2 separate regions of the Sus scrofa genome follow, and region 2 is linked to region 1. A link is a contact called in public HiChIP or PLAC-seq data. All regions are on one chromosome and are shown on one strand. The core of a region is the stretch at or near the end of the contact, and the rest is flanking DNA. Distances in the headings are between cores, read along the strand shown. Region 1 holds the start of ZNF219 (zinc finger protein 219). Region 2 holds the start of ANG (angiogenin).

Region 1 (4,065 bases), core at 903-3,402:
ATTTCCCAACCACCACAGAATTCAGCTGCATACAAAACCACATATTTCTCCAGTGCTTACAGCAAGGGATGGGGTCAAGACCTTTAAAAACTGACGTCAGCAGTAACCTTGTCCCAGTCACTTCTTTCTGTGACGTTTCAACGGGCAGCAATTCAAGTAAAATATGAGTGACTTCCACAGAGGCTGCCAAACTGATGAAGGGGTAGATACAATGATTGCTGGGAAGCATTATAGCAAAGCAGAATGATTTCATGGAGCAGCCAGGAACTCTGGCTGTGTGTGTGCGTGCAGGCGCGTGTGCGTGTGTGTGTGTGTGTGGTGTATAATGAGGACCACAGGACAAGCCTAACAGTCTTCAGTAGCAGCTGGCAGAGGATAATGCACAGGAAAGGAGCATTAGGAGCTTTGGGACTGAATCTCTGATCTTCCAACTTATCATCTGATTCTCCTTTGCTTACATATTCCTCCTACCCTGAAGGTGTTACTACCAAAAACTGCCAAATAAACCCTGGGGGGCAAAATACCCTCTCCCTGATAACCAATATGAGAACCTAATGTTAAATCTCTTCAAGATTTGAATTTTAGAAGCCTTGAGGGCCAACGAGAACTGCACATCCAAAACCTGAATTTATAGCTTATTTTTGTATAATGAGAGACAATAACTGAAGGACCATAGGCCGAATCTGTTGATTTTTAAAATTGTAATCATCAACATTTTATTTTATTTACTTTTTTTTTTTTTTTTTTTTTTAGAGCTGCACCTCCGACATATGCAAGTTCCCAGGCTAGGAGTCAACAATTGGAGCTGCAGCTGCCAACCTATACCACAGCCACGTGAGATCCAAGCCGCATTTTTGACCTATACCACAGCTCAAGGCAACGATGGATCCTTAACCCAATGAACAAAAAGGCCAGAGATCGAACCCACATCCTCATGGATATCAGTCAGGTTCATATACAAAAGGAACTGCCTCAGCATTTTAAAATCAGATGATTCACATTTAAAAAGTCAGAATTTCTGACCTTTATAGGAAAATTGGAACAATGGCAATACCAAGCCCCCAGTCCCACATGGGAATAATTGGGTAGAATTGGGTTAAAGTCTTTAAATAGAATGTGGGCTCCTCTAGTTTTCCATAGTTCCTATGACTCCCTATTAACTCATACCTAATCTGCTTCACTCCTCTTCCCTATCGGAAAAACCTCCAAAGTGTTTAACAGTTTTAAAGTTTTTTTTTTTTTTTCATGTGTAATTTTATTTGAGCCTTGGTCCTCCAGTTAGGTTGAGGGTAAATACTATAACCTCCATTTAAGCAAAATGTAGTTCATAGAGGTCTGACTTGCCCAAACTTACACATCAAATTTCCTGTCTCCCAGTCTTACCATTATCCTGGGGGAGGGGGGGGGAGTTTCTATTGAGAACTTCATTTAGTGGAACAAAACCAAAGAACAAAACCAAAGTAGATATGCGCATAACTGCTGGAACAGATGAATACCAACTGCTAAGCTGTTCAACAAATCACTGCAAATGGCTACCTCCTCTTCCTTTAATGAAGTATTTCTGCTTCCCTTCCCCTTCCAGGCATATGTAAAGATTGCCCTTCTGGCCATCTTGAAGTTGGATATGGCTATATGGCTTGCTTTGGCCAATGAAGTGTGAGCAGAAGTGATATGTATCCCTCTGAGGCAGAAACATTTAAAAGTCTATGAACAATTCTTCATGCTTACTTCACAACTGGGCAAGCTGGTGGTGGTGAGGGGTATTAGTCTCATGGTGTCATGGTAGGATCTCAAAATGGTAGTGCTCCATGGGCTTGGGTACCTGCGTAACTTACAATGTTCAGAGTACCCTGCCAGACTCCCTAAACCTTTGGGGCTTTAGGTTTCAGGGCACTGAAATTTTGGCATTGTTACCACATCATAATCTCACCAAACCTGACTGATATAAGGTTCATCTGCATGGTGACTGAATTCTCCAAGAAGTAAAATGCAACTCCTAGACATCTGATTATATCACTAAAAGCTGCTGCTTCTATTTGGAATGAATTGCTGATTTTTACCCTCAGCTTCCTCATCTACTATCACCTTCTGAGTTTTAAGAAAATTATTTTGAGTCCTTCACACATGAGCTCTCCATTATTCTAGATTGGGAGGAGGCGGCGAAGGGGGAGGCCCAGATCTTGTTTTCTCCATTTCAGAACCTAATCCCAGAACTGTCCCCACCCACAAATACTCACACAATCTTGTCATAGGGCGACTATTACCACTCCCAAGGTGTCACAAACAGAAAGGAGCTGCCCCTGGCGCCACTGCAATGTCAGGGCAAGGCAGCCAGGCTGCGCTCTTTCCTTACTGGTGCTTGGGCTTGGCTAAGCCCGGAGAAGCAGCATTCTCTAGGGAAAGAAGCCTTCTCAAGTGGGAACAAAAATGAGTGTGAGGCGCACACCCATCCTGGGCACTTTGTGAATTTGGGGTGAGTTCTCATAGTAATGCAGCTCTGGTCAACTTCTAGTTTCTCTAGCGGCTAGTAAGCTGTCGGGCTGGTACAACTGGGTGCTCCCAGTTTTCCTGGGCTTTTCTCAAGCCCACCTGAGCTCGTCATCTTTGCACATTTGCAAAGGTCATAAACGGTGGGGGTTGAGCGCAACCAGAGCTTCAGCAACCGCACCTCAGCAGCCGGGATCGAAGGTCGGCGGGGCTGCTGAGAGGCTGAGCCTGCGCAGTCCCGCTCCCGCCTTGGAGAGAAAGGGTGGCGGCGACGCGGGCTCGTTACACCGGCGTGCTCGCAAGAGGCGGGAAAGCCTTAGGTCGGGTCGCCGTGTCCCTCCTCTTCCTGCCCCATCCACCCGTCTGGCCAGCCCGTCCTCCTCAGGCGCCTAGGCCCGGGGGGAGGGGGATGAAAAGGGCCCTGGGCTTCTGACTCATCATCTCCAACCCCTTTCTCGCGCGCGCTCCAAGTCTCAGGACTTTGAACCTGGGCACTGTGGGAGGGGGCACGGCGACAACATCTGTGGAAACCCCAGCTCTGCTGAGGGCCAGCCCTCCGCCCCTGCCCGTCTCCGAAGCTGTCAGAGGGAGGACTGTGGACCCACAGTCAACTCTCAGTTACCGAGATTGGGGTGGTGGCGGCCCCTCTCAGAATAGCCCGCCCGGCTCCTCCCTGCACACGGGGCCAGTGGTCGCGTCCGAGGAAACTCTCGGCTAGGCCCTGACTTCCAGCGCTTGGCGTCACTCAGCAGATGCACAGCGCCCCCACCGCGGAGGAAAGGCTCTTTATTTCCCAGCAGGCCACGGGGCAGCGGGGCATCCTGGGACTTGTAGTCTCCGCTAGAGTAGAAAGGAACCGCCTCTGACTGAGAACTAAAGCACGAGTGAATTGACTTCAGAGAGTAGGCGTGTACGGAAACCCGGGTTTGGAGTGGTTGGGACTGTGAAAGTTGGAAATCTTGGAAATAGTGAGATGAGGCAAATGTGAAGCTGTACTGGGAGGCAGTGGGAAGGAAAGAAAAGTTGGAAGGAGGGTAAGGACAGATGGGAGGAAATCAGTCTAGCTGATAGCTGTTTAAGGATATCTTGCAGGCGGGCAGATTTTTAGGGTAGTGAGGTGATGGAAGACTTGGTCTGGGTATTGCTGTCTCCAGAAGGGAAGGGAAAAGAATGGGGCCCTGGTCTGACTGAAAATTGAAGGCACTCCACCAAACGTCTTGTAGGTCTTTTTTTTTTTTTTTTTAAGGGCCGCACCAGCAGCATATGTAAGTTCCCAGGCTAGGGGTAGAATCGGAGCTACAGCTGCGGTCCTAGGCCACAGCCACAGCAACGTGGGATCCCAGCCACATACGGGCCTACATCACAGTTTATGGCAACACCAGATCCTTAACCCACTGAGAAAGGCCAGGGATCAAACCTGCATCCTCGTGGATCCTAATTGGGTTCGTTAACTGCTGAGCCACCAAGGGAACTCCTTTTTAAGTCTTAAGGGACTCCATCTAGTTTGAGTTCTGTGGGGATGGGGTGCAGGAGTGTCTGGAGAACGCTTCTGTAGGGTAGGAGAGCAGCACCTGTACT
Region 2 (4,065 bases), core at 623-3,122, 220 kb after region 1:
CCATTGCCCCAGGAATTCCTGGAAAAGTGTTATTTGTCTGTCCACATTAAGACTTTAAGTAGGCAATAGACTGTATGGAAGCCCCTTTGCCTCATATTAGGGAGATGAGGTTGGAGAACCTGAAAAAAGGATCTAAATAGTCTACCAAACTCTGGGACTTTTTTGCTCCTTAAAGGTTTTTTGATTTTCTAGTAAGACAAATGTTCTAATAAAAGAGGTTTGGGAAACTCTTCTCTCTCTTTAGGAAAGAAATGACGTTATTTTCACTTTTGAAATAAATTAACTCAAGACAGATATTCATGTTCTGAGTGTGAACTCGTAAACTATTTCTCCACCCTTTCCTTCCTCTGTAAATTGAATACTTTCAGCGAGGCTAGGCTCTTTCTGGCACCTGGACACTGGTCTATAACCTAGTTATTGAGGAACCAGGGTTTTTTGGCCTATTTTAGAGCATGTAGGCAGCAGGAGAGACCACCATGGGAAATACTGTGATCGTTATATTCACTCATAAGATGGCAAAACTAGTGATGTATAACTGTAATCTATTAACTACTTTCTAAATAAAATATCCAGGTACCGATTGAGGAAATTAGGTAACAGAAACTTACTCACTGAACTTATGCATATTTTACAGAGACTGTCTGTTAATCCAAGTTTATATTTGCTTGAAAACATATCCAGTAGAAAAAGGATAAAGGATAAGCTTGGAATCTTTCTATGACCTCCTTAAGAACTCTGAGTTGCCGGACATCAACTGATAAAAGATTAAAGAGAAATATGAGAACATCCTGGGAGAATTCCATTCAAAGTATTATCAGATTACTTTCTGCTTAAGGTAAGAGGTAGTTACCCTGAATGGATTTTGGTATTCATGCAGGATTACAAATGTGTGTGTGTATCATTAATTTGTTAGTATTTAGTCCAAAACTCTTCTTCCTAAGGCTGAGCATTTATAAAAGTAATATTGTCTTATTAGGTGACAGTAAAACAATTTGCTCCTCCTAAAAGTTATGCTTAGTGGCCTTGAGCCCTGGAATTTAACAGTTTTACCTTCACAGAAAGGTAAAGTCCCCCTCCCTAATGCCTGATAAGGACCTCACTGATAAGGAAAAAGGCGTTTCTATTCCATCTAACACTCAGGCGGCGGCAGCTGAATAGAGAAAACGTGGAAAGAATGATAGGCCAAGAATCAAAGAAAACTTTGATTCTTACTGCTTTCAGACATGTTTTTATTTATTGAACATATTGTAGAACAGAAAATGAAAGATCAGACACCTTATTTTCTAGACCACTGGCAATGAATCTTGCCACCACTATTCGGTGGAAGGCTGGTGGCGGGGGCTGGAGTAGGCGTGTGGGGGTGTCTGGGGGATCCAAAGCAAGGAAAGAAGAGCAGAGCCAGATCTGGGCTACTGGCTTGTAATGATAAAGGACTCATCAAAGTGGACAGGCAAGCCATTTTCACAGGCAACAGCTATGGTTCTGAACCCTGCTGTGGCCCTGTACCCACATGGAGGCCGGTTGGACCCTCCCTTATGCTTGCAAGTGGTAATTTGGAAAGGAGACTTGCTTCTTCTGAAATTGTTGTAAGGCTCTCCATTCTTATCATTACAGATGGCCTTGATATCATTCCTCGTGCCATGAATAAAGGTGTTGACCTCTTTGCAGGGTCTGGTCAGGCCTCGTTGCTTCATTATGCTTTCACAGTATCTGCCATCCCGGCCCTTTGGTTTGGCATCGTAGTGCTGGGTCAGGAAGTGTGTGTACCTGTCTTCATCCTTAGCCAGGCTCAGCGGGGCCAGACCCAGACCCAGCATGAAGACCAACAGCAGGGGGCCCAGCAATATCACCATCTCTTCCAACAAAGGCTCCTGCCAAGGGCAAAAGGAGAAATGGTAGGGGCACTGAACAGCATGGCCCAAGGCGTCTAAAGGGTCAGGGACTTTTCTCTCTGGCAGAGCATTATGAATCAGGTATCCTCCAGCATCTAAATATATCTTTTTTTTCCTTTCCTCATTAGTCTCATGTGTCTCGTCAATCAATTCTTTCGGAATGTCTATTTACAAGTTTCCTAAACACGACATACAGTCCCAATCACTCTTTTTAGCCCTTAGGGTCACTGAGAATTTACCTATCAGTTGCAGCATTACAAAATCCATTCACATTCTTTAATTCATTTATTAACTAATGTACTTATTTATTTTATTATTTTTAAAATTTTATTTATTTATTTTGCTTTTTAGGGCTGCATCTGTGGCATAAGGAAGTTCCCAGGCTAGGGGTCAAATCAGAGCTGTAGCTGCTGCCCTATGCCACAGCCACAGCAACACCAGATCCGAGCCTCATCTGTGACCTACACCACAGCTCATAGCAATGACGGATCCTTTATCCACTGAGCAAGGCCAGGGATTGAACTCGCATCCTCATGGATCTTAGCTAGGTTTGTTAACCACTGAGTCACAAAGGCAACTCCCTTATTTATTTATTTTTGAAACCAAATTTATGTTTACCAAAGGGGAAATGTGGGGGGAGGGATAAATTAGGGAGTTGAGATGGATATATACACTCTACTATACATAAAATAGACAGGTGACAGGACCTATTGTATGTAGCAGAGGGAAATCCACTCAATACTGTGAAATAACATGTATGGGAAAAGAAACTGAAAAGAAATGGATACATGTATACACATAACTGATTCACCCTACTATATGCCTGAAATTAACACAATTTTGTAAGTCAACTATATTCCAGCAAATCAAAAGAAAAGAAAAGAAAGACATATTGGTCTCTGCCCCCAGTTCCCAGCACAGGGCTTCTGAAACATCTATAAATTCCTAAAGATGAGCGCACTTGGAGCATCTTTGGTTCTAATGAGGCAATTGGTGGGTTCCTGGAGGCTCCTGGATGGGAGCTGGTCACTAGAGAGACCAAACTATTAACTAATTTAATAACAAACTTTACACAAACCCCTACTGGGTACCAGCCACTGTGTGAGGTCCTGGAACCCAAAGACCATTAAGACACACCAAATTCCTCCCTAATAGAGGATGTAGCATCCATGGGGAAGGGATGGGAGCAGCAATTTGTTGAGATGAGACTGAGTTAGATAGGAGGGGAGAGATCTGAAGAAGAGGACTTTTAGAGAAACTTGAACCCAGGGAAGAGGGTAATCAGAGAACAGATTCCACGTATCTATCAATCACTCAGTTAACTGTGAAGAGAACAGTGAGAGCAGTTTCAATCTGCACGAAAGGAAGCAGACCGAAGTCCCCATGAAGTAGGTGGTTCTTGGCCAGAGGTGGAATTATTACATCCTGCTTAGAAAGAACAGGGAGGAGCATGGAAGGGTCCACGTAATGCTGGGGAGTGGGTCCAGGGGCAACTCCTATAGAGGACTGGAGGAAGAGGAATTGAAGCTTATTCTAAGGAGCTTTTTGCCTTGGGAATAATTTGGATAATTCTCAGAGAATATTTTCCAGTTTCCCTTGCATACATGCATAGACTGTTTACAACAGGCAAATGGTATTGCTATGTGATTAAACAAACAAATAAATATAAGGCCTTCCTCAAATCAAAGGCCTTATGATTTGCTGTAATGATTTCTTAACAACTTCCTTAAAAGAAGAAACGAGGAAGAGCTGCTCTCATCTCTCAAGAGCTGTCAACTCAAACTAGAATTCACACCTCCCAGGAGTGGTGTGTCAAAGACACTCCCAAAGGGTAAATACTATGCTTTCTCCTGGGGCACAATTTTAACTCAATGAAAGAGAATTAAACAGCCATAGATTATAACAAAACGGAAAACAAATTTCTCATGAGCCACTCAGACTTTATTTCTTATGAAACTCGAAGAGCTGAGAATTGAAAGACATTTGGTGTTTTCAGCAGGTAGTTTCTTACTATACCTTCAGTTCTTTGGAGAAAATCTGGAAGAACAAAGCTTTTAAACCATCGTAGTCCTGCTCTACATTATACCAAATATACATGAATGATCTCACATCCAACAATAACAATCTTTCCACTATAAATTGGAAACTGATTTTTATAATTTTGTTTTTCAAA

What was found. HiChIP or PLAC-seq counts read pairs in DNA pulled down with a chosen protein or histone mark.
Region 2: a contact with region 1 is called in an H3K27ac HiChIP or PLAC-seq map of alveolar macrophages. The contact joins the promoter of ANG here to the promoter of ZNF219 in region 1. A contact is called at or near these places in 1 of 5 promoter capture datasets (liver), 7 of 47 Hi-C or Micro-C datasets (embryonic fibroblasts, epiblast stem cells, liver and 3 more) and 2 of 2 datasets of contacts at active chromatin or transcription factors (alveolar macrophages and skeletal muscle).

What each region holds. Positions count from the first base shown.
Region 1 is chr7:78,026,408-78,030,472 of Sscrofa11.1, forward strand. ZNF219 (zinc finger protein 219) reads left to right here and starts at 2,153. Exons shown (of 5, transcript XM_021099309.1): 1 at 2,153-2,473. It overlaps TMEM253 (transmembrane protein 253), which reads right to left. Exons shown (of 9, transcript XR_002345950.1): 7 at 3,110-4,065.
Region 2 is chr7:78,248,268-78,252,332 of Sscrofa11.1, forward strand. It overlaps ANG (angiogenin), which reads right to left and starts at 1,873. Exons shown (of 1, transcript NM_001044573.2): 1 at 1,409-1,873. The coding sequence starts at 1,853. The coding sequence ends at 1,410.